5 separate regions of the Mus musculus genome follow, and all the other regions are linked to region 3. A link is a contact called in public HiChIP or PLAC-seq data. All regions are on one chromosome and are shown on one strand. Each heading gives the region's core, a stretch centred on a gene start, on an enhancer-like site or on the middle of the called end of the contact. The rest is flanking DNA. Distances are from core to core; before and after follow the strand shown.

What was found. HiChIP or PLAC-seq counts read pairs in DNA pulled down with a chosen protein or histone mark.
Region 1: an H3K27ac HiChIP or PLAC-seq map of large pre-B cells shows a contact between it and region 3, with 3 times the contacts expected there. The contact joins the promoter of Kif7 here to the promoter of Blm in region 3. A contact is called at or near these places in 1 of 39 promoter capture datasets (pre-B cells) and 1 of 115 datasets of contacts at active chromatin or transcription factors (large pre-B cells).
Region 2: a contact with region 3 is called in an H3K27ac HiChIP or PLAC-seq map of embryonic stem cells, with 2.1 times the contacts expected there. The contact joins the promoter of Mesp1 here to the promoter of Blm in region 3. A contact is called at or near these places in 1 of 39 promoter capture datasets (pre-B cells) and 2 of 115 datasets of contacts at active chromatin or transcription factors (embryonic stem cells and pro-B cells).
Region 4: a contact with region 3 is called in an H3K27ac HiChIP or PLAC-seq map of microglia, with 5 times the contacts expected there. The contact joins the promoter of Ap3s2 here to the promoter of Blm in region 3. A contact is called at or near these places in 1 of 39 promoter capture datasets (neural stem cells) and 2 of 115 datasets of contacts at active chromatin or transcription factors (microglia and pro-B cells).
Region 5: a contact with region 3 is called in a FOXA1 HiChIP or PLAC-seq map of pancreatic cancer cells. The contact joins the promoter of Anpep here to the promoter of Blm in region 3. A contact is called at or near these places in 1 of 39 promoter capture datasets (liver) and 2 of 115 datasets of contacts at active chromatin or transcription factors (large pre-B cells and pancreatic cancer cells).

What each region holds. Positions count from the first base shown.
Region 1 is chr7:79,714,006-79,718,941 of GRCm38.p6, reverse strand. It overlaps Kif7 (kinesin family member 7), which reads left to right and starts at 3,235. Exons shown (of 19, transcript NM_001291222.2): 1 at 3,235-3,277; 2 at 4,760-4,936. The coding sequence starts at 4,784.
Region 2 is chr7:79,791,993-79,797,210 of GRCm38.p6, reverse strand. It overlaps Mesp1 (mesoderm posterior 1), which reads left to right and starts at 3,621. Exons shown (of 2, transcript NM_008588.2): 1 at 3,621-4,346; 2 at 4,620-4,970. The coding sequence starts at 3,684. The coding sequence ends at 4,688.
Region 3 is chr7:80,532,423-80,537,017 of GRCm38.p6, reverse strand. Blm (Bloom syndrome, RecQ like helicase) reads left to right here and starts at 1,899. Exons shown (of 22, transcript NM_001042527.2): 1 at 1,899-1,975.
Region 4 is chr7:79,919,186-79,924,223 of GRCm38.p6, reverse strand. It overlaps Ap3s2 (adaptor-related protein complex 3, sigma 2 subunit), which reads left to right and starts at 3,584. Exons shown (of 6, transcript NM_009682.3): 1 at 3,584-3,715. The coding sequence starts at 3,647. It overlaps 5430400D12Rik (a long non-coding RNA gene), which reads right to left and starts at 3,575. Exons shown (of 2, transcript XR_003946805.1): 1 at 3,285-3,575; 2 at 1-3,175.
Region 5 is chr7:79,845,428-79,850,509 of GRCm38.p6, reverse strand. It overlaps Anpep (alanyl (membrane) aminopeptidase), which reads left to right and starts at 2,300. Exons shown (of 21, transcript NM_008486.3): 1 at 2,300-2,365.

The sequences.
Region 1 (4,936 bases), core at 1,986-4,485, 820 kb after region 3:
AGGCAACAAAGCAAAACAAACTGCGAAAGTCCTACTGTATTTATTGAACATCTGTATTTCCCCTTCTGTAAAGTGGCTGTCCAACGTTTAAGTACTTTTCGCTTGGTAACTTACTTCGGCATCCATGCAGCGGCCGCACATGCCGCCCTTAACTCATGCCTCATTGTTTCTTCACGATTTTTTTTAATTAGTAGTTATTTTCGAAAAGGTTTTATTTTGAATTATGTGCATAAGTTTGTGTGTCTCTGTGGGTTTATGCACAAGTGCAGTGCCCCAGGGGGCCAGAAGATGGTATCTGATCCTGTGGGCCTGGAGTTACAGTTGACTGTGAGCTAGGTGATGTGGGTACTAGGAACCAAATTAGGGTCCTCTGCAAGAGCAACATGCATGTAGGCACTGATCAACTTGACTTAAATTGATTGGCTCATAGGTTCAGCAGTTCAGTCCATTATCATCAAGGCGGGAGCATGACAGCATCCAAGCACTCATGATGCAGGACGAGACAAAAGTGCCACCTCTTGTTCCGAAGACAAACGGGAGAAGACTGGCTTCCAGGCAGCTAGGATGAGGGTCTTAAGGCCCATGTCCACAGTGACACTAACTCCGACAAGGCCAATGCCTACTTCAACAAGGCCACACCTCCAGATTGTGCCACTCCCTGGGTCAAGTATATCCAAACTACCACAGTAATGAAACCGGCTTGCCAGACCCCTTTGAACTTTTAGATCTGCCACTTTCAAAGCATCTGGGCATTTTCCTCCCCTAATCTCCTTCCATGCCATCTTCTTTACCCTCCCTCCCCTTCCCTTCCCCCTCAACACTCCTTCTCCCTCTCCCCCATCCCCTTCTTTCTTGGCTCTCATAGAGCCTAGGCTGGCCTCGAATTTGCTGTCCAGCAGGAGTTCATAGCCCTGACTCTTGTGCCTCCATCTTCTCACTTCTGGGATTACAGGCATGTTACCACACCTAACAACACCACACACACACACACACACACACACACACACACACACACCATTACCTGCCCACTGGAAAGGGTGAGGAAAAGGTTACTTCTTTGTAAAGTCATGAATTCCTATGGGCAGTTCCAGTGATGTCTAACGCCACAGAATGCCACAATTTTACCATAACATTCACAGCTTTGGTGTTACTTCCCCTGTAACTTAATTACTGTAATTGCTGTTATAATTACAGTCATAACTCCTCTGGAAAACGTGAGGTTCCATCAATTACCGTGTGAGCTTTATGCAGCTCCGCGGCTGGCTTCTTGGCAGTCACAGCCTAAATGAATCTCTTCTGTTGTCTCCGTGGCAGGCTGCTTTGCACTTTGTGTTACTCCTGCTCAGGGCTCCAACTGTTTGGGACCCACCGTGCAATTCCACAGCATGCTGAGCCTCTAGCTGCAATTCCACTCTAGCTGAGCCTGCATTGCCCTATTGCTTTATCTCCTTCACGGAACTGTATTTTATAGGAAGTGCCACAACTTCTGGTGGCTCCCAAGCATCAGCTCTCATGCATCTAACAGAGAGCTGCCTGGTGTCCTCTTGGTGGCCCTTCCTTATACTCCTATTTGAAAAGTCTAGGATATGGTTGTGGATGGCTCCTCAGTCTGTCATCTCCTGAGGCCCTATAGGGCCATCACCCTGTCGGAGCTTAGCTCAGGGATGAGCAGAGCACGTGACATACAGGAAGTGAAGGAAAGAACCTAGGGACAGATCACTTGATCCCAAGAGCATGCCACACCACGTGGTGATGCTCCCTCACTCCTCTGGGTACTTAGTGTCTGTAGATGACAGATCATACATGTGGGAGAGCAGGCACTGTTGTTGCCCCTGACTCAACCTGCTGGGGATTGTTAGTCTGGAACTCCTGCCCGTGCCCTGCACAAGTTGGGAAACCCATCTGCCCTCCTTTCCTCCAACTCTGCCCTCCCAGAGAAAATGTCTGGCTAACACATCATCACTTTATCACTCTTGGGCTCCCCGTTGCCAGCAACCCACCCAAGAGTGCCCACCCAGGGGCTCAGTTTTTGACCATGTGTGAACATCACCCCAGCTCCTTGCTGGCACTCCTCACCTAAACTCTATAAAAGCCCCTTGCTTTAGCGGATGTGTGACGTCACTGACCTCCACCTGTGAGATCGGTGAACCCACCAGAGATCTGCCTCCTAATAAACCTGCCTGTATCTACTTTTAATCTGGTCTAATCTGGCCTGTATCTGTGTCACCAAGGGAGAGAATATGCCTATCAGGGACCCCCGGCCCCTGCTTATCTTACCAATGAGACACCACATGGCCTCATCATTGGCCTCACTTCAGGCTGTGATTCTACTGTATGGGGCTGAGTGTTTTCTCATATAGATCTGGGAGAACTGGACATTTCTGCAGCCTTTAATTATGCTGCCTCTATAGCAGGCAGTCATCTGAATACATCTATCAAAATTTGTTTTTCTTTAGTGGTGTTTTAAGTGATAAATATGTATTCTGGGATGGTGGTGGTTATTCGTGGTACTTGGGATAAAAAAACAAGACTTCCCTCATGCTAGGCAAATGCCCCACTCTGCCTCTCCCAGTCTGCTTTCCAGATTTTTTATTTTTGTGTTTGTCCAGAGGCTACACCTCTGTAGCCAGGATGGTGCTGATCCCCTGCTGCTCAAGGATTCTGCAGAGTTCTGGGATTATAGGCATGGGCCACTCACCCTGGCTTGGATTCTAGATTTGAATTACAAATTCAACAAAGCATGGTGTTTCCAGTCAAAGAGATGGACAGCCAGCTTTGCCTCTCTGGATGACAAGTGTCCCTTGACAGTGACTCTAAACTGCGATTGAATCTCATAAATCCTAAAATGAGACATAGTTTTAGGAACTAAAACTTCCTAGGGAAGGTGGTTTTGTTGTTGTTACGTTTTGTTTTTAATGAGGATTATGGCTTAACCCTGGGAGCAGAAAGAAAGAAGTGGGTCTATGAGAAGACAGATGTCTGGTGCCGATTTCCCAGTTTTCTAAGACCTGAAGAGAAGCCACTGGCTGCTTCCCTGGGCCCGCCCCCCGGCAGAGGCCCGCCCCTCCCCCATAGGAGGGCCCGCCCAGCCCCGTCTGCGGACCGACTTGGAGGCGCCCTGCCTGCGCCTCCGCCCCCGAGCGCCGGGGCAGGCGGGGTTGCGGGTGAAGGGAGGGATGTTTGGGGGGGCGGGGGTCCCGATGACGGCATCGGAGCGCGCCGGGTCGGGGCGCCGAGCTTGGCTGCGCGTCCCGGGACTGCGCTCGCACTCTGGCAGGTGGGTGTGGGTCCCGAGGGGATGGAGGGCTAGACAGGGCTCACCCGGGAGGCGACTGAGCAGCCCCCCATCTGTGCCCCTCAGCTTACTGCGAGCTCCCTCACTGGGCGGGCCGGGCCAGGAGGAGCAGCCTGCGAGGGTCCACGTTTGTAATCACTTTTGCAAACTTTCCGGGAGGGCCTGTTCCCAGAGGCCGATCGCGCGGGTGGAGTTGTCAGGGCGCCTTTGAGGCTCGGAGCCTTGATTGTGGGGAAGGAGAAGCCGGGACCACACACAGCTCCAGAGTCTACCTGGGGATTGGAGTGCCGCCAGGCACTGTTACCTCTGTGTACCCAGGCTCCAGCACCTAACCAGAACCGAATGAATGAGCGGTTATACAAGCAGAGATGCTAAACAGTAAATACGAAAACAACGAAGTGTAGCGTGGGATACTGCGGTTGAAGAATGTGGTGAGAAAGGAGAAGGCGAGATTGGGGGCGGGAGGGGTCCTCACGGATTGCTAGATAGTATTGTACCCTGTGCTGGGTGCTGATGATAGAGTTCGAAATAGACAAAGAGGGTTCTTGCTTTCCATGGGGAGAGAGACTCTGGCTCTGGCATCCGTGTGGTCAGTGTCTGATGTGGGCAGCACAAAGGGCTGTCTGTAGTGGTGATGGGACAGAGCAGAGCAGCTTCCCTGGCCCTGTGGGGAAGGTGAGCCCAGCCCAAGCGTGGGTGGATGAAGATGGTAACACAGAGGTTGATGGCCTGAGAGGAAAGGCATGGTATTCAGGAGATGGGGAAGGTAGGGAGTGTGTTCTAAGCTTCCTTTATTGTTAGTGGGGTGTAAAAATGAGACTGTCACAACTGTGTTTTTGAAAGATGCTCTAGACTGCGCGGTTGGAGAGGTCGGGGAGACTGAAACTCGGAAAGGGAGCAGGCAGAAGTTATCCCTTCAGGGTGTCAGCAGCATGACTGGTTTTGGCAACAGGATGAGGAGTGTAGCTGATAATCTTGAGAGATACTTAGGAGATAGAACTGGCAGAGTTGGGGGTGGGTGGGTATGGGGGACTTTTGGTATAGCATTGGAAATGTAAATGAGCTAAATACCTAATAAAAAATGGAAAAAAAAAAGAACTGGCAGAGTTTAGTGATAGGAATTTGGTCTTGAAGGATCTTTTGGCTTCTTTGAAGAAGATGGGCAGGTGTCAAGCAGTTTCAGGGAGGAGCAATGGTAGAGACTTAGAAGGGGGAGTGGGACAGCTGGAACACAAAAACCGGAGATATCAAGTGCTGGGGCTTTTTTTATTTTTTATTTTTTGGCCAGGGGAGGATGTCAAGAAAAGTTACTGTGGCTTTATGGTTTTGTGGTTTGTGTCAGTTGGGTGCCCCTTTGGGCAGATGCTCTGAACTTTGACTACCCCTCCGTCAGTCTCCCCAAAGCTATGTGGTCTGGCCCCTGTAGTACAGGCCAGTGGCAAGGGCCTTTTCTTTTCTCTGCAGATTCCGTAGCTGCTGTCCTTCAAGATGGGGCTGGAGGCCCAGAGGCTGCCTGGGGCTGAGGAGGCCCCCGTGAGGGTGGCCCTTCGAGTTCGCCCATTGCTGCCCAAGGAGCTGCTGCATGGTCATCAGAGTTGCCTGCGTGTGGAGCCTGAGCGGGGTCGAATCACCCTGGGGCGG
Region 2 (5,218 bases), core at 2,372-4,871, 740 kb after region 3:
GGCCCGCTGAGGTAGTTTCCCAGAGGCCACAGGGGCAACAGTGGTAACAGAGGGAGGGACTCCACGTGGCACTCCAGTGTGTTAGTCTAAGCCCTCAAGACTTCTGGGAGGGAATTGGTGGCAGGACGTGCCATCTGCCTGTCTCTCATGCAGTCCCTCACCGACTCACTAACTCTGTGCCTTTTCAACTTTCCCTCATGTCTGACACCACCATCTTCCCCTGCTTCGTTCACAGCCTCCCTCTCCTGTTCCAGATCCTTCTGTGTTTCTGACACTCAATGCTAACCATTAGGCCTCAGCTCTGAGGCTTCATAAGTGTCATAAGTGTTGTGCCTTCAACGAAGTGTGGCGTCCCCCACCCCTCCCTAGTCCAAACATGTCTGCCTAACTTTGTAGTTAATAAAATACAACTTCAAAGTTCTATTAACAAGATGCAAACAATAAGCAATGCCAGTTCGGTCTGGAGTAAGCAGGTAGAAGCTGCAGAAGCAGGCTTGTCAGGGCATTTGCTGTGCCCTCTGAACCCAGACACTTTTTAATTTTAAACCATGTACATCTACTGTGTTTTCAATTTGTGAAAGATCACAAGATCTTTCAGTGAAATTTCTCAATTTTTTTTTTGATATGATGTGAAATCCTGGCCACATGGGGGTGGAGGGTATTTGAGACACTTGGGTGTCCTCAGAGCTGAGACCTTGCCCCTCCTGCCTATGGGGGCTACCGTGTACACTCCCACCCTGTCTAAGCACACAACAGGTCTCCCGCTGTTTGTTCGAGCATCAACTAAGAGGCATAATCCCTGTGCTTGAACTCCAGGCTCTTGTTCAGATAATGAGCCCCAAGAAGGCATCCATTTGCCTCGGTTCAGACCAGATAGACCTCATGGACAGCTGCAGCCCGAGAAGGGGCCTCCTGGGCCAGGCACACAAGTTCACGGCATGGGCTCCACTTCTCCACTCCACCGTGGAAGTGAGTACTGCCTCTCTGGGTGTCCTTGTGGGCATGGTCCTTCTGACAGAGAGGCAAGGATGGAGAAGTGTTTGAGGAGGTCACAGGCAGTAGAGAACAAAGAACAAAGGCATGGTAGTGGGCAGAGATGCCCAGAGAATCAGGTACCAATCCATTGAGTCTCCACCACCAGAAACCATCACCCATCTGGAAGACATTGGGGTGCAAACATTCAGGGCACTGGGAGATCTGAGTGCCCTCCTCCAGAGGAAGAAAGAGGTTCAGATGTAATACCAGACACCAGGAACCTGGTGGCCTAGCTGGAGAAGAGACAGCAGGTGTGATGTCCGCACTAGGTCAAGGGTATGAAGCAATGCCCAAGGAGTTCTCCCATCCTTCGTCTGCTGTACGCCAAGCGAGTGCTCCATCAGCCCTATTATTATTTTGAGACGGGGAGTCACTAAGTTATCCATGCTGGCCTTGAACTTACTCGGTAGCCCAGGACGTTGTGGCTCTCCTGCCTCAGCTCCTCAAACAGCTGATCCCAGATCTGTTCTGTCAGGCTCAAGGGTTTGTTTTTGAGATGTGCCTGAAACTCACTCTGCAGTTGAGAATATTTTTTCAATTTTCTGTGTGTACTAGGGCTTTGCCTCCATATATGTTTGTGCTCTGTATGCTTGTGTAGTACATAGAGGCCAGAAGAGTACAATCCCTAGAAATGTCGTTATAGACAGCTATGAGCCACCGTGTGGATGCTGGGAATCAGTCAAACCTGGGTCTCGAGGAAGAGCGGCCAGTACTTCCTTCGTTTGTTTGTTTGTTTTGTTATTGTTGTTTGTTTGTTTGTTTTCAAGACAGGGTTTCTCTGTATAGCCCTGGTTGTCCTGAAACTCACCTCTAGACTAGGCTGGCCTCAAACTCATAGATCTGCCTGCCTCTGCCTCCCCAGTGCTGGGATCAAAGGTGTGCTCCAACATACCTAGCTGAGTAGCCAGTGTTCTTAACTACTGAGCCATAACTCTAGGCCAGAGGTGATCTTGAACTTGAACTTCTGGTCCTCCTATCTTCATCTCTCCAGTGCTGGGGTTACAAGCCAGTGCTACACGTGGTTATGCAGTGTTGGAATAAGACCTAGGGCTTCCGGCAGGCTAGGCAAGCACTCTACCGACTGAACCACACCACCAGCCCTCTAATAGGTGAGACAGTCCAGTAGCATAGGATGGCTTCAAATTCACTTTGCAGCCAAGACTGGCCCAAACTCCTCTTGCCTTCATTTTCCAAATGTTGGAATTACAGGCATGTGCGTGTATGCCCAACTTCTGGAGACTTTATTAATAAGCATGTCACATATAAGTGGGGACAGGTTTGCTTTAATCTCTCAATTTGTATTTATTTCTCTTTATTTTTCCAACCTAGTCCCTTCATTCAGTACAACACTGAACAGGTATGGTAAGAGCAGGCATCCTCAACAGCCAGGCTCACAACTGCAGTAAGCTGAGGCAGCAGGATCAGGAGCTAAAGGCCAGCTGGGTTAGAGTAAGTTTGAGGCTAGCCTGGGCTACATGAGACCATGTTTCAAGATGTGGGAGGAAGAACACTGGAGAGACGGCTCAGCAGTTAAGAAGAGCACATGTTGCTCTTGAAGAACCCAAGGTTCTGTTCCCAGAAGCCACCTCAGGCAGCTTACAATTGCCTGCAAGGCCCGATCCTAAGGAACGTGACACCTCTGGCCTGTGTGGGGGCACCAGCACACACACACACACACACACACACACACACACACACACACACACATCTTTAAAAAATAAAAGGCAGCCTATGAACCTAACAGGTAGCATCCTATGAAATAGATTATAAAACTGCCATTGGGACAGATGAAGGTTTCTGCTTTTCAGGGTTTTTGGGTTTTGTTTTGTTTTGTTTTGTTTTTTCCAACACAGGATCTTATGTAGCCCATGTTAACCTGGGCCATATACAGCTAGGCCTGGCCTTGAACTCCTGACCCTCCTGCCTTCACCTCCCAAGTGTGCCACCAGCTCAAGGAGTTGAGTTTTGTCAAAGGACTTTTTACTCACTGTAGCTGACCAAAGCAGCAGAGCTCCAGTCATGGGAGGGCTGGGAAGGGGACCAAGCTCCCCATCTTGCCAAGACTAGAAGTGACTTGTAGTGTGGGGAGGCAGGCTCACCTCTCCCCCTGCCCGGACACCCCAGCAACCTCACAGGTCGGTCGGGATGGTTTCTTCAATGTGCCTCCCATAGCCTGGACATCAGGGAGGACTACAGGCCACATCCAAGCCTCTGGGAAGGACTGAACTAGAGTTCTCTCCGTGTCTAGAGGTCCCTAGTCCACAGTTGGCCAATGCAATCCCGAAGTCTCTTGTTATACAATTTGTAAATTAAAGTGATGGAAAAAAATGGCGTAGGGTCCCTAATAAATGAAGGTGTACCCTAAGCCTAGGAGCTAGACTTCAGTTCTCTGAGCATGGTTCTTTCAACTGGCAGTCCTGGCCATAGGTGCCTGACTTACTGAGGCCCCAAATATGGTCCAGGTGGAGCAGACTGGACTAAGGGGTCCTGCACCTCAGAGCCCCTGCTATGGTTCAAAGGGTTCAGGCCCTGCCCCCCTCCTGGCTCGAGCCGGCTTTGATATGCTGATGAATTCTGGAAGGGGCCCGCTTCACACCTAGGGCTCAGGATAAAGCTACAGCGGACCCAATGGTCAGGCCTCCGCTGCCATGGCCCAGCCCCTGTGCGAGCCGCGCTCCGAGTCCTGGATCCTGAGTCCCGCTGGTCGGCAGCCACCGATGCCTTCCGATGGGAACAGCGTCTGCTCCCCAGCCTGGTCCTCGGACCCGTGGGACGGTGCCCAGGCCAGCAGCCCTGCACCACCCTGCGCCCGCCCGGCCCGGCGTGCTGGGACCCCGGGTAGGCGCGGGACGCACGGTAGCCGCCTGGGTAGCGGACAGCGGCAGAGCGCCAGCGAGCGGGAGAAGCTACGTATGCGCACACTCGCCCGCGCGCTGCACGAGCTGCGCCGCTTCTTGCCGCCATCCGTGGCACCAACCGGCCAGAACCTGACCAAGATCGAGACGCTGCGCCTGGCCATCCGCTACATTGGCCACCTGTCGGCTGTGCTGGGACTCAGCGAGGACAACCTCCGGCGACAGCGGCACGCGGTGTCACCTCGAGGCTGCCCGCTGTGCCCCGACAGCGACCTGGCGCAGTCGCAGTCGCTCGGTCCCCGTTTAAGCCCGGCCGTCTGCAGCGGGGTGTCGTGGGGATCCCCGCCTGCCTACCCTAGACCCCGAGTCGCCGCAGAATCGTGGGACCCATCGTTCCTGTACGCAGAAACAGCATCCCAGGAAAGGCAGGAAATGGAGCCCAGTCCCTCATCTCCGGTTAGTAACCCCTTCCCCCACACTGTCGAGGTGGCGCCCCCTACTGTTGGTGCGCGACGCACAGCCCCACGTCGCGGACCAGCCTCTCTGCTGCACTCAGGATCTCCCTTGGGCGCATCCCCGTGTGCCCTGGGTGTCCGAACAGGGTGGGAGTTGGACAGGCAGGGATTAAGGACGCTTTGCTTGCTCGCTTAACCTTGAGCGTGGAGCGGATGAGCGCGGACCTGACCCTGGGGCAGGTGTTGATTGTGGCGCTGTTCACTCTTCCTGCAGCTCTTCAGCAGCGACATGCTGGCTCTTCTAGAAACCTGGACGCCGCCGCAGGAGTGGCCGCCTGCCTGAAGAGTGGAGGGGACAATGCAACGGATGATTGTCACCCTGTCTGAGCACAGACACTTTTCCTTTGGTCTTGGCACCTTCGGAGGGAGTAGATCCTGGAAGAGGCGGCAGTGATACCAACATGGGCATCCCGGGGTGGGAGCTGGCCCTCATCCAGACTGTACCATTCCAACCCTCCTTGGAAGGAGGCGCCCAATAGGGTACACGCTCTAAAGATGAAGCAGGCACAAGCTTTGCCTGGTGTGTATTTATTTATTTGTGAATAAACCGATTGTGCTAGTGTCATTTGGAGGGTTTATTTTTCTTTCTTCCTTATTTGGGGGTGTGTGGGAGGGGGAACCTCACACTGTACGGCCCAGGCTGGCCCAAACTCATGGTGGCACGAGCCCCCATTGCCCCATGCTCCCATACCCTGCTGGAAGTTCTGCTATGTGTCAGGGAAAGCTGACATGGGATTGTGGAGGAGGAGTCTTGTAATCTCCAGCCTGGAAACACAAAGGCCTTCTACCCTCCTTCCTGGTCAACATCTATGC
Region 3 (4,595 bases), core at 650-3,149:
GGCAGAGGTAAGTGGATCTCAGAGTTCAAAGCGAGGCTGATCTACAGAGTGAGTTTCAGGACAGCCAAGACTACACAAAGAAACCCTGTCTCAGAAAGAAAGAACAAACAAAAGAGAGAAAGAAGAAATGAGGAGGAAAGGAAGGAAGGAAGGAAAAAGAAAAGGGAAAAAGAGAAAAAAAAGGAAGGAAGGAAGGAAGGAAGGAAGGAAGGAAGGAAGGAAGGAAGGAAATTTCAAGGCATGCCTGCACTTCCTAGCACTCAGAAGGCAGAGGCAGGCAGATGTCTCTAAGTTTGAGGCCAGCTTAGTCTACATAATTAAGTAACAGGCTAGCTAGGGCTACATAGACGCAGCTTTAAAAACATTTTATCAGTTTGTCAGCAGGATGCCTAAAGATGCAGACACATATAGATAGTAAGAAATTTACAATAATGAAACACATGAGTCTAGTCATCATCTGCAGCTATACTTCCTTGGTTTTTGTAACTCATAATAGTTTAGCACAAATGCAATATATAGAACTTGCATATTGTATTTTGGATCTCTAGGTATTTTCACTATATGTGTCCTCTAACCCACAACTCTCCACCAGTTTTCTCTAGATATGAATATTTAAATTTTATAAAGATCCCACATATAAGATCATGCAATAATAATTTACTGTGTCTGGCTTATTTCACTTAGCATAATGTCCCTAAATGGAAAGATCTGGTTCTTTTTACCAGGCTAATTACTATTCTGATGTGCATTTCCCGTCTTTCTCCTGACAGCTTATTTTCATATCTTGGCTATTGTGGATTATGCAGCAATGAACAAGGGAAAGCTGATAGCTTTAGGAAGTTATTTATTAATTTTCTTTGGGTATATGTCAGAGGAGATGTTTCTGGGTCATGAGGTAACTTTTAGTATCTTTCAAATCCTTTGTACTGTTTTCCATATTGTTGTAACAGTTTGAATTTACTCCTTAAAAGAGGGAAAGGGTCCGGCAGTGGTGGCATACGCCTTTGATCCCAGCACTTGGGAGGCAGAGGCAGGTGGATTTCTGAGTTGGAGGCCAGCCTGGTCTACAGAGTGAGTTCCAGGACAGCCAAGGCTATACAGAGAAACCCTGTCTCAAAAAACCAAAATAAATAAATAAATAAATAAATAAATAAATAAAATAAAAAGAGGGTAAGGACAGATGACAGGGTTGGAAGAGAAAAAAATTAACAAGAGCCCACTTTGGTGGAATATGTAATCCTAGTATTTGGGAAGTGTAAGTAGGTGGATCGGGAGTTCAAGGTCAGCTTCTCCTACACAATTTGGTGGAGGTTTGAGGCCAACCTGGGCTATGTAAGGTCCGGTCTCAAAAAAACTAAAAGTTACAAAAATAGAAGATCAGGCATCACCGGGCTGCATTCATGGTGGAAGCTACCCACTAGAACTGAAGCTTCACCCTCGGCATCTGCATGCCAGCTGAAGTATCTGAGCTTGCGACCGATTAATGACAGTCAGCAGTGGAAGAACCGCCGAAGTTTCACAAGAATAGAGGGTGAGATCCAAAAGAAGAGGCCCACAGACGCTTCGCCTGATTTACCGGAACTAGCAAGCCTCGGCTGTCTTCAAACATCACAAAATCTCTACCATGCCACAGACTGGGCTTCAGGCGCCTTTCCCTACACTAGGAAAACAAAAAACAAAAAACAAAACAAAGCCTTACTACGCCGGAAGCCAGGTAGTTTGCCATAATCACCTGACCGGTCAGCTGCATTCGGATTGGGCTTTAGTAGTACGTGCTCGGGGGATACCGCCCCAGCAGCTCTAGGGGCGGGGCCAGGAGCCAGAGGCCACGGTATTGGTTAGATCCTTCAGGGATTACCCAATCAGAATCATCCTTCTTGCCGCGCAGAGCGTGCGGCGCGGGGCGCAGGAGGGCCGTGTCGGCGCGCGGAGTTTGGATGGTGGTTCCGCCCGGCGCGACGTAAGCCTGAGTGAGGTGAGTTCGGCGCGCGCTGGGTTGCGGTGGCTCCGCCGACTAACAGAGCCCGAGGCCTTGGCCATTTCACCAGTCATCCGTCCCAGGTTCTCCGAGCCTCGCTTGTGGCGAGAAGCCCAGACCGGAGTAGAGACCTGGTGACCCAGAAAAGGCCATGTCAGGCGGCCGAGGCTCGAGTCTCACTGTCCACACTTTCCTTAAGGCCTTGATTGTCATACGCGAGAAATTAGCTCATCTGCTTCCCGTAGTTTGTGTAGTGCTGCAACGACCCCTCGTAGCAATGCATGCTTTCGAGACGCCAGAAGAGGTGGAGGTGCCCTGTTTTTAATCGGAGAAGCAGGAGCTCAGACCTCGTTTGCCGAAAGGGCGCGCGGGCTTGGATGCCAGATGAGGTTTGAATAGGACCTGCCCAGCTCTGAAGCCTATCTCACTGCCCCAGGCTTCCTCCCAGTCCCTCTTAACTGTCATAGGTTACCGGGTGAGGGTGACTGAGATGAACCTGCCATCTTCCGGTGTCGCCTTTAAATACACAGCTCTCCTACCTCAGCAAGGGGTAGGGGTGGGAAAGACTGATCGAGAGATGACAAGATGGAGGAGAAGGAGAGAGGCAGACGCCTGGGGAGTAATACATTTAATTGAGCTTGGAAGGAACTTGTCTCAGCCATCCAGTGCTGAGTTGACGTCACACCGTCTCAGCCATCCAGTGCTGAGTTGACGTCACACCGGCTTGAGTCAACATTTTGTTAGCCTGACTGCTATTCTGTTTGGATGTCACTTTAACTTTGCTTGGATGAAGTGGGATTTTTAGGTTCCCAAGATAGGGATTTAGTACCAGTTTGTTTGTTTTGGATCTTGTAGTCCCGTCTGGCCTCAAACTTGTAGAGCTGAGGGTGACTTTGGACTCCATGATCTTTTCAGCCTCAACCTCTCAAGTGCTTGAGTTACAGACCCATGTCACCATCCCTGTTATTTAAAGTGTATATACTGTGAAATATGTACTTCTGCAAAAGAGACTCACAGATTTCTCTGTGTAGCCCACTGTAGACCAGGCTGGCCTCGAACCCTGATTCCACTGCCTTTCCCTCCTGAGTGCTGGAATTAAAGGCAATGGCTGCCACTGCTGGACAGAATGTAGCATCTTAAACTTGGTTGAGGGACATGCTCTATTTTCTAAATTTTTACCTTTTGTCAGGAATGGAGATAGGAGTATGTTCTTGTCCATGTTTGTGTGTGTGTGTTAATGTGCAAGAAGACCAGAGGTACCTTCTGCAGTTGTCTTCCATCTTAGTGTTTGGGGCAGTCTCACTGAACCTGGAACTTACTGATTAAACTAGCAAGCCTCCCAGGACTGGCATTATAGATGCACATTACCACTCCTGACTTTCTAAGTGGGTTCTGGAGATCTGAAATCAGGTCCCTATGTTCATACTACAAGCAGTTTACTGACTGAGCCATCTTCCCAGGCCTTTTCTGTCTTACCAGGTTCAAAGTAATTGAAAAATTATCTGTATAATTTTGTGCCTAAAAGCCTTTGAGTATCTTGCTTTCCTGTAGAATAAGATCAGTTGCCACTAGGAATTTTGGTGGTTCACACCTATGACCCCAATTGGCACTTTGAATGAGACAGGAGAATGGAAAGTTAAGAGCAGCTTTATAAAGACTATCTTAGAAGCAAGCTACCTCCCAGAGCAAGCCTATAATCCACACACACATAGAAGGTGGAGACAGAAGGATCAGAAGTTGAAAGTTTTCCTCGGGTGCATAGTAAATTTGAGACCGGTCTAGACTATATGAGACCCTGTCTCCAAAACCCAAAACAAACATTAAAATGCTCATTACATTTATAATGTCTTTCTGTCACTCTGGCTATTATTGTTTTTGTTATTATTAATATTATTTTGGGGGTGGTTTTGAGTCAGGGTTTCTCAGTGTAGCTCCGGCTGTCCTGGAATTTACTCAGTAGACCAGGCCTTGAACTCAGAGATTTGCCTGCCTCTGCTTTCTGAGCGCTGAGATTAAAGGTGTGCACCACTACTGCCTGACTCATAACAAAACTTTAACAGTATTTTTTATTTGTGTGTGAGCTTGATGGGATCAGAGAACAACTTGCAGTTCTCTGCCATCGTGTGGGGCCAGGGGATTCGAATCAGGTTCTCAGGCTTGGCCAGCAGTCTTACTGCCTAAGCCAACCGAATGGTCCTGTTTTTGTTTTTTTCACAAGTTCTTAACACATTTTAGTTATAAAATAGGCTATAATAGATTTTTCTTAGGTAATTGTTTACAGTGTACTCATACTTGAGTGGTTCACATTTTTTAGTTTAGTATTCTGTGTAGCATACAAGCACTCTAACTGTGAACTATACCATCAGCTCTTGGTTTTTGAGACAAGATTTTATTATATAGCTCAGGTTGGCTGTGACCTGGCTATCCTTGCTTCAGCCTCTTGAGTGCTGGGATTATAGTTTTATGTTACCATACCAGCTCTTTGTATGTTATGTTGATATTTTTTTTTCTTTTTTGCTTTTGTGGTACTGGGATTTGAACCTACAGTCTGGTACATGCCAGGCAAGTGTTTTACCACTACTGAGTTACAACCTAGTAGTTGATAATGTTTCTAAGA
Region 4 (5,038 bases), core at 2,335-4,834, 610 kb after region 3:
GAGAACAGAACCAAGTCCCAGGAAAGAGGAAGGAGTCAAGGAAGATGCTCATACTCTGGTGTGCACAGTGCTGGGCTGCAGAAGGTTGTTTAGCGGTAGCCCAGCCTGAGGCCAGGCTGAGATCAGACTCCGGGGGAAGGGGAAGCCATATGTTCTGTAGAAAAGAACAGGATCTCAGAGACAGGCTGGAAGTTCATGCCTAGAATTCCTGTGCTTGGGAGGCAGAGGTATAGACAGGGTTGCCATCAGTTTGAGGCTAACTGAGCTACAGACTGAGACCCCACCACCACCACTTCACAAACCCAATACCAAAAACCACGCAAACAAAAGAACATCAAACATTGGTAAGATAGCTCCGTGAGTCAAGGTGCTTTGCCACCAAGCCTGAAGCCGAGTTCAGTCCTCAGAACTCACTTGGTGGGAGAGGGAGCCAACTCCATCAGTTGTTTGCTGACTCATGCACACAGCAGCATCTGGGCACCCCAACATACGCACGCACGCACGCAGGCAGGCATCATGCACGCATGCAAACAAAGAAAAAGTAAAAGATTTCAGGCTTAGCAGTTAGAAAAACCGAGACAAAACCCTCTTCGCAGGACAGAAAGATGGCTTGTCTCAAACTGTGTGGGGTCCGTAAATAGCTGGGAAAGACCCATATTTTCATTCTGTCCTGTTAATAATTGTTATTATCTTGGCTCTTTAACACATAATGTTTGGATGTTACTTTTCCCATTATTGTTATGTCATCACTGTCAAAACACATAGTCATGTTTTTCTTTTTTTTTTTTAATTAGGTATTTATTTCATTTACATTTCCAATGCTATCCCAAAAGTCCCCCACACGCTCCCCCACCCACCCACTCCCACTTCTTGGCCCTGGCGTTCCCCTGTACTGAGGCATATAAAATTTGCACGACCAATGGGCCTCTCTTTCCACTGATGGCCGACTAGGCCATCTTCTGATACATATGCAGCTAGAGACACGAGCTCCGGGGGGTACTGGTTAGTTCATATTGTTGTTCCTCCTATAGGGATGCAGACCCCTTCAGCAACTTGGGTACTTTCTCTAGCTCCTCCATTGGGGATAGTCATGTTTTTTGGGACTTTTGATCACAAATTCCTGGAGCTCTGCCTGTGCTGGCTTCCACAGTGCTGGGGTCAAAGGCACTTACCACCAGCCGACTCCTCACTGTATTTTTGATGGTTGAGAAACAAGATTCTGGAGTTAGATCACTGGGAATTGGCACCTGTAAAAATCTTGTTAGATTACCAAATGGTTTCCAAAAAGGGTTGTTTTGCATCTATTGGTGGTGCACGCCTTTAATCCCAGCACTCGGGAGGCAGAAGCAGGCAGATCTCTGAGTTCGAGGCCAGCCTGGTCTACAGAGTGAGTTCCAGGACAGTCAGGGCTACACAGAGAAACCCTGTCTCGAAGAAAAAAAACAAAGCCAAAACCAAAAAGGATTGTTTCAGACTGCAGTCTCAGTATCAATGGAGGAGAGAAGCAATGCCATGCTACTTTGACCAGAATTGGGGAAGAAGATTTTGAATAAATATTTGATAAAGTGAAAATTATTAAATATACTTTTATTTGCCCTTTCTTCTATTTATAGTGAAATTAAATGTTTTTCATTTCCTGTATCTACTTCTTTAAACAAAAAAGGTTTGGTTTTTGTTTTTTTTTTTGTTTTTTTTTTTGTTTAGATTTATTAGTGTGTGTGTATGGAGGTCAGAGGACAATAAGTTTGCCCTCTGATCATGTGGGTTCTGGGAATCCAGATCAGGTCATCAGGATTGGCAGCAAGCATCTTCACCTGCTGAGACAGCTCACTGGCCCCTGCGTCTTTTTCTTTTGTTACTCCCATTGAAGGATGGCTTCTAGCTTTTGCCTTTCTCCTGCCTCTGTCTCCTGAGTATCGCAGGTATGTGCTGGCATACCAGCTATAGTGCTGGAGACAGAATCCAGGGTTTTGTGTAAGCGCTCTGCCACCTGTGCTACATCTCGAGCTGTATCATTATCATACACATTTATTGCTATTAATGTTGTGTGTGAACATGAGTGCACACGTGCCACAGCAATGAGAGACAAATTTTGGAAGCCAGCTCTCTCCTCTCTTGGGTTCTGGGCATTGAATTCAGTTTGCCAGGCTTAAAGGGCAAGTGAGTTTGCCTGTGGAGCCATCTCCCAGGTCCTTACTCTGTTTTTTCCTTACCTCTTTAATCCACTGTGGCCCTAACATATATGAAAGTATGAAAAAACTAAGCTGCTTTTTCTTCAAAGTGTTAATCAGTTATCTCAATAGCACTTGTGGAATTCCTTCCTACAGCCAAACTATGATAGCCCCTACATCATATATTAAAATTATTTCATGCCAAGGGCTTGGAAAGACTACATCTCTTCCAAACGACTGGAGTTGCTCCCAGCATTCACTTCAGCTGCTTATAAACTCCAGCTCTAAGGTGGCCTCTTCTAGTCTCTGAGGGCACCTGAAGCAACATTTGGACATATACACATACAACATAATTAAAATTAAATCTTTAAAATTGTTTACCACAGACTATTGTGTTATAGTTCAATAATACTTCACCTTTTAATTATGATTTGAGGCTTGTGAGGTAAAGGCACTGCCAAGTCTGATGGCTTACATTAGATCTTTTACACAGCAAGAGAGAACTGACTCCCCAAATTGTCCTCTGATTTCCACACATGCACCGTTGCAGGCGCGTGGGTCCTCTCCAAAAAAATCCATATAAATGTAACTTTAAAACATACTTCAAATTATCCTGCTTGGTTTGATTGGTGGGCAAAGCTGGTTCCTTCTTGCTACTCTGTTTTAGAATTGTCTTTGACATTTCCGTCCAACATTTGAATCATTTTGTCCCACTTCAATGCAATAGTCATTTGAATTTTTATTTACTAAAATCCCAGGGATGTATGTGGTGGTGCAGGCTTTTAATCCCAGCATTTAGGGTCACAGAGGCAGGCGAATCTCTGAGTTCAAAGCCAGGCAGGGCGACACAGTGAGACTCCGTTTCAAAGAAAGATAACATATAAACAAACAAACGAATAACTAAATGAATAAATAAATGAGAAAAGGTGTTACCAGTTTGAGACCAACCGTTCCGTTTATGTGGGATTGGATGAGAGATCCCGTATGATGTCAACTTTCACCATCTAAAGGAGAGAATGACCGTTTGACTGGCAGACTTTTGCCTAATTCACTGCAACATAAAAGCCTAGCTTTTGCTAGTCCAAGGTTAGAAGAAGAAACACAAACACCTACTGGTCCCTCAAACTGGCGCGGCTGCTGGCAGGAATTGCCAGTCTCGATGCTTGCTGCCGACACGGTTGGCTCCAGGATGGAACCAGAATGAGGGGCTCAGTCCCAGCCAGGCTTGGATTCGTTCCCAGGCTGGCCAAGGCGACCGTGCTCCTGGGCTTCTACAGCCGTGCTCCCCAGGAAAGCGCGCCGACCTCTCAGGGTGCCAGAGCGGCAGGACACTTTAGTGCTCGGTGCCCAGGGGTACCGAGACTAAGTTTCCGGGAGCAGCTTTCAGCGGGACACCAACAGGAAGTGTTCGTGTTGTGCCGGAAGAAGGTGCGTTCTTGGAGCAGGTGGTACCGAGAGAAGCGGGACCGGCAAAGATGATTCAGGCGATTCTGGTTTTCAACAACCATGGAAAACCGCGGCTGGTCCGCTTCTACCAGCGTTTTGTGAGTGCAGCCCCACCAACCATGCCCCTGCGGAGCACCAGAGCCATCCCTTCCCCACGGCCCGCAGCCGCGCTCAGCAGCATCTCCTGCTCTGGCACCGTGCATGACCCACCCCCCTGCTCCTCCCTCATCCTTCCTGGATCTTGGCTTTTCTGTGTTTTGTGACACTTTCCCTTGGGTCTTAGGGACAGACTCAGTACACAGTGTGCCGCATTGAGATATTGGGTGACAGCCTCTGTCTTTAGTTTTTTGTTTCTGTATTTGTTTTGTTTTTTAAATTGATGAGCGTAGTTTTGTGATGATCTGGTCGTTGGGTTCTTTTACGTTTATTTTTTCTCAAGGGCATGGAGAGAAGTTCTTTCGTGGAATCACTTGCTTCAGCATTGGCTGGCACTTATCAGGGTTGGGATACTTTTTATCCTGTAAGGTTGCAGAAAGTCTCTTTTAAAATTAGGGGGAAATGAGCTATTTTTACAAGATGCCAGTTGTAGTGGTGCACACCTCAAAGCTCAGAACTCGGGAGATGGAGGCGAGAGGATCAGGACTTCAAAGTTATCCTCAGATACACAGCTAGTTCTAAGCCAGCTTGAGCTACACCAGACCGCATCTTAAGAAATCATATAATTAAACAAATAAACAAATGCCATCATGGAATGCCTCAGCAATGTTCGTGCACATTTGAATTTTCTGGAAACATTTCCTTTGGGGAAACGCAGATGCCGTTCTTTGCCTTCTGTACCCCAATATTTTATTCGTGGTTAGGTTTCAAAATATCCTCCTGAGAGACTGGTTCTGTCTGAGAGGGAATAAAATCAGAAGACTTTCAGGCTTCAGCCCCACCTTTTGTACACGTTAAGAAATGTCTTGCCGGGCGGTTCTGGCACACACCTTTAATCCCAGCACTTGGGAGGCAGAGGCAGGTGGATTTCTGAGTTCGAGGCTAGCCTGGTCTACACAGTGAGTTCCAGGACAGCCAGGGCTTTAGAGAGAAACCTTGTTTTGAAAAACAAACAAACAAACAGAAATGTCTCTGGGTCTTTTATTCCTTTTTTCATCATAAATGAAAAGTATTTGCTTTTTAAAATAGGATTTTCCAACTACGTTTTTAAATAGAACACTGAATACAACTTCAATTTTTTGTTGTTTATGTTTTTCAAGACAGGGTTTACAACTTCAATTTGCACGTGCATTTGTTTCTCCTAGTTTCTAAGTTTTTCACTGAGCTAAAAATCACTATACAGCTACTTAATGTATGCAGTTTAGTGGCATCTGTCACAATTTGAGAACATTTTTATCTCTATTAAAGAAACTTACTGTTAATAA
Region 5 (5,082 bases), core at 1,051-3,550, 690 kb after region 3:
TATTGATTTTTCTTTAGAGGCCTCAGATTTGCTAAAACACTTAAACAGGCTCTCTTTCTTCTCAGGTTCCCCTTTTAAAAAATCCCCCTGTGGTTTCACTGAAATATGTATGTTTTGCTATATATGAAATATTACATACATTTACTTCAGTGGTAGAGATCCATTGAGCCCAGGGCCTTGAACATTCTCTATCCATTTAGCCATGCCCCAAGCCAAAACATGACGTGTTTTTAATGATGGTATGGTATGTCACCATATGAGAGGACTATAATTTATTTAGCCAAGCCCCTATTGCAGAATGCTTAAGCTATGTTTTCCTTTCCACTACTATGAATTATACAGCAGCAAGAAGCCTATACATACATTTTCAACTCCCTTAGGCTGAGTTCCCGAAAACCACCTTCATTCTCAACCCCACAGCTTCCTCAAAGAGCAGGCGCCCTTCTCCTACTGCAGGTTCCTCTCAATACACCCCCTGTCCAAGACTGAGGTGGGAGCGTGCCCAGAGTTCACTCTCTCTTGGCCTGCCTTAGCCCATCTTTGATTTGTCAGCCATGCCAGATATGACAGAGGAAGTAGGCAGGCGTGGGTCTTGAAGCAAAAGGAAATCTGAAATTGACTCTCAGAGCTCTCCGGGGCCCACTGACTCTTATTTTGCAGGCAACTCACAACTCTAGGAAAGCTGCAATCCAGCAGAACAGTTAGAATTGCCTCATGGCTTTGCCTAAAGGCACCCTGGCCCAGCCATCTGATCCCAAAAGAAGGGACAGTTTGAGAAGAAAACAAGGCTAGTCTGGGACAAGGTGTGACTCAGTAGGAGGGCAATCGCATAGCAACCCCCTGGCCATGAGGTAGGGCAAGAGTAGAGCTAAGCTGTCTAGCAATGGAGAGGATGGGAATGTAGAGAGGACATCATTTACGATGCCTCTAAACCGGAGTTCCTACAGGTAAGTAGAGGTATGGGGTTCGACAGCTCAGGGTCTCCCTTGGAACAGGGAGATCACCTTGAATTATATGGGTGCATCGCATGGGAGAAGCCAGTCAGTATCAGAATGACAAAGCCGAGAGTTGAAGCACCGGTCACTCCTCGCTCCAAAGGTGGCCTCAAGCCAAGGAATGTGGGTGCCTCTAGCCATCGGAAAAGACAAAGATGCTCTCTCTTAGAGCTTCCAGAAGGGAAGCTTCCCACGGACACCCCGAGTTTCAGTACAGTGAGTCTGATTTATAAACAGTATGAGAATAAGCATGTGTCTTTTAAAGTTTGTGTTATTATAGCAGCAATAGGAAACTAATAGAAATGGTACCCTGAATTGCCAATAAAAAAGATGCCCAGGGAGGGAGTGCCCTGGAACACACAGTATCTCGAAGCGGAATGGGGACAAGAAGCATAAACTCCTGGATGCAATCCTTTATTTGCTAGAGGCTTCTAATAACTTTGACTTCTTGAAGACAGCCTAGGTGTCAAGAGTTAGCCAGAGCTTGGCCTGGAGAGGCTGAAGTCAAGGTCAGTCTGGGCTACAGTGAGTTCAAGGTCAGCCTGGATGATTCAGTGAGCCCTTTCCTTTAAAAAGAAATAAAAGAAAAAAGAAAAGGGCTGAGGATGTAGCTCACGGCTGAGCACTTATCTAGTACGCATGAGGCACTGGACTTAAACCACAGTACTAGAAGAAAATAAGGGAGGGAGGGAGAGAGGGAGAGAGGGAGGAAGGGGAGAAAGAGAAAGGAAGAAAAAGTTAGAATTGGTGGATGATCCAGGCTCATGGAAAAAGTGTAGCAGTGAAGCAGGATTGTTGCTAGTTTGAGCTTGGCCTGGACTACATAATAAGTTCGGAGGAAGAGGAGGAGGAGGAGGAGGAGGAGGAGGAGGAGGAGGAGGAGGAGGAGGAGGAGGAGGAGGAGGAAGAAGAAGAAGAAGAAGAAGAAGAAGAAGAAGAAGAAGAAGAAGAAGAAGAAGAAGAAGAAGAAGAAGAAGGAAGAAGAAGAAGAAAAGATAATCAGATTAAGTTCTGTGGAAAGCCTCCAGAACTGTGGGGATTATCCTGTAAACTTTTGAGGCTGTGAGCCCCTCCCTCCAGCTGCAGATGTCTCCCAGATGTGGTGGGCGAGACACTGGGACAGCGGCGGCGCGAAGTGTGGGTGGGTGAGGGCGAGAGGTCTGGGTCTGGCGCGCTGGGGGCCAGGGGCCGCACCGTCGGGGGAGCGGCTGTTTGCGTGCAGGCGGGGAGGAGCGCGGGCGGAGCCGGGTGGGGGGGGGCGGGTGTAGTTCGGGCGGAGCGGTGGTGGGCTCGGGTTACTTCCCTTTAACCCGCCAGAGCAGGCGGGCGGAGGCGAGGCAGGAGCAGCTCGGAGAAGCGTGCAGTCCTAGGCAAGTGTGGGAAGGCAGCCATGGGCTGCGGAAGTTTGGGGACACCGGGTGTGGGGCTTGGCATCTGGGGTGCGGGAGCCAACTGAAGCTTCTGCCCCTACTCAGATGGGTAAACTGAGGTCCGGGAGCTGCCGAAGCTGTTGGAGTGAGTCCCCGAGGGTGCCAGCGGCTCTTGGCCTCCAGGTGTCTGCAGGGCTCCGAGGGAAGCTCCGGCCTTGGTGACAGAAGATGGCCAGGCCTGGAGAAAAAGGGGTGGCTGGAGCCCAGGAACGGTAGCTGGAGTCTGGTGGCCAGACTCAAGGGTTAGAGGGCGGGTGGTGAGGGACACATAGAGGACGGAGCCAGAGATGAGAGGATACAGAATGGCTGAAGTATAGAGGACTAGGGATGGCGCGAGTGGAACAGAAGGTGCACGCTGACCCCTGGAAGTCACGGAGCAAAGACACATGTTTCTGCTCTACAGTCCCAGTCGGGTTAGAGCGGCGGCCCTGGCCCTGTGCCCCAGCCTCTGTGAGGAGACGGGAACTAGACTTTATCCTAGACCCTCGGTTGCTGTGCTCGTCCCATGCATAGATAGGCATGCCTCCTGGATGCGCACCAGGATTCTGCTGCGGTGGCCTCCAGAGAGCAGAGCTGGTGGCAACCCAAGCTTTTTCAGCAGAGGGGTCTTTCCAAATAGACTACCTCCAATAAGGCAGGCTGCCTGCCCTGGAGAGTCTGGGCTTTGGTGACTTAAAACCCAATCCTGCTCTGAGGATACCAGTGACATGTGCTGTTGGGAGATTTCAGGGCACTTCTGTGACTGATGGATCTGAGGTCTAGGGATGTCAGGACCTTGGCCAGTTTATTTGTGAAAGTAGAACTTGGAGCAGGTGGCCTCCCACCTCTGTCAGCGTGGGTGGCTAGTAAGAAGGAGGTGGCCCGGCACCAAACAGGAAGACTGGCCACAATTCCCCATGGGGAAGGGAGCTTTTCCTACATGTGACAGGCCAGGTACAGGAACTAGGACTGTGGCTACGGTGGATTGTGGAATACCTGAGCAATGAGCTGTATAGCTTAGGTTGGCTTGGATCTCTAGGCAATCCTCCTGCCTCAGCCTCTGGATTTGATTATGGTACTCTCCCCCAACTCCACAGGATTTGAACCTAGGGTCACATGCATACCCTGCAGAGTTCCTGAGGGGGCCGCTGCAAGGTGCTCGCCCTTCAGCCCAGAATCCCAGCAGGCTGGTAGCCACTCACCTCAGGCTGAGGGATCCTATAGATTATACCTATGAGGGCAGGGCAAGGCCTCTGCAGAACTGTGTTTGTAGCAGTTTCTGCTGACCCCCGTCTTATGAGTATCACTTCTCAGAACAGTTCCCCATTCCTGATCATGGTCTGACTGAAGGGAATCTGTCCTTCTTGTGGCCTTTAAAGCCACTTCCATCAAAGAAAGTGTGGGACTGTATGACTAGTGCACTTCGCTTGCCCTACAAAGCCCCTCTGTCCCTGCCCCACAGGGACACTGCTCTGGCTCACAAAGGTCAACCTGCCATGGGTTTAATGTGGTTCCCACAGAATGGAGTGTCCAGAGCTCCCAAAGGAAGCACCCTGGGGATTGGCCCAGCCCAGCCCAATCCAGCTGTGACATGGGGATAGGCCATCAGCCAGGATGGTCCTGCTCTGGGGCCTGGTTTTAACCCTGGCTCTATACACTGCTACTTCAGAGTGGGAAGAGAGGCTACACACTATCCCCGAATTCCCTGCTGTGTAGTCTCACAGTGCTGACACCAGAACTCAGAGAGCTTTGGAGATAAACTGAGATGTGGTATGGAGCCCAGACTACCTAGTGTATGTGTGGTGTGCTTGCCTGTGTGTGCCTATGTTTGTGTGGTATGTTTGTGTTTGTTTGTGTGTGTGTTGTATGGTTGTGGGTATATGTGTGTATATAGTATGTTTGTGTATGATATGTGTACGTGTGTGTTGATGTGTGGCATGTATGTATATTTGTGGTGTGTGTTTGTATGTGGTGTGAGTATGTGTGTGTTTGTGTATGTGTCTGGTGTGTGTTTATGTATGATATATGTATGTGGTATGTGTATGTGTGTGTTTTTGTGTGCACGTATATATAAATATATTTGTGTGTGGTGTGTGTGTGCTTTGTTTGTGTGTTGTGAGTGTGTGGGGTGTGTATGTGTGTGGTGTGTTTGTGTGTGGTGTGTTTGTGTGTGTGTATGTGGTGTTTGTGGTGTGTATGTATGTGCTGTGTGGTATATGCTGTGTGGTATGTGTGTGTGGCATGTGTTTGTGTATGATATGTGTATGTGACATGTGTGTGTGTTTGCATGTGGCATGTGTGTACGTATGTGACGTGTGTATGTGTGTGGCATGTATGTATGTATGTATTTGTGTGTGGTGTGTGTATATGTCTGTTTGTGTGTGTAGTGTGTGTTTGTGTATGATATGTGGTAAATGTATGTGTGTGTGTCCTAGATAGGGTTTGGTGGTTGAGACCTGCCAGACATGGGGGAGGCATTGGAAGGAAGGCAGGAGACTTGCTTTCTGCAGACAAGGCCTGCACTGAAGTAGTGACATCCCAGATCAGGCAGGACAGAGTGGTAGCTTCTCCAGCAGCAGCAGCAACAGCAGCAGCAGCAGTAGCTATACAGGGTAGTCTCGGGTTACCTTGATGAGTAGTTTTCACCAGTGGGATGAGGTGAGCTTAAATCAGGGGGG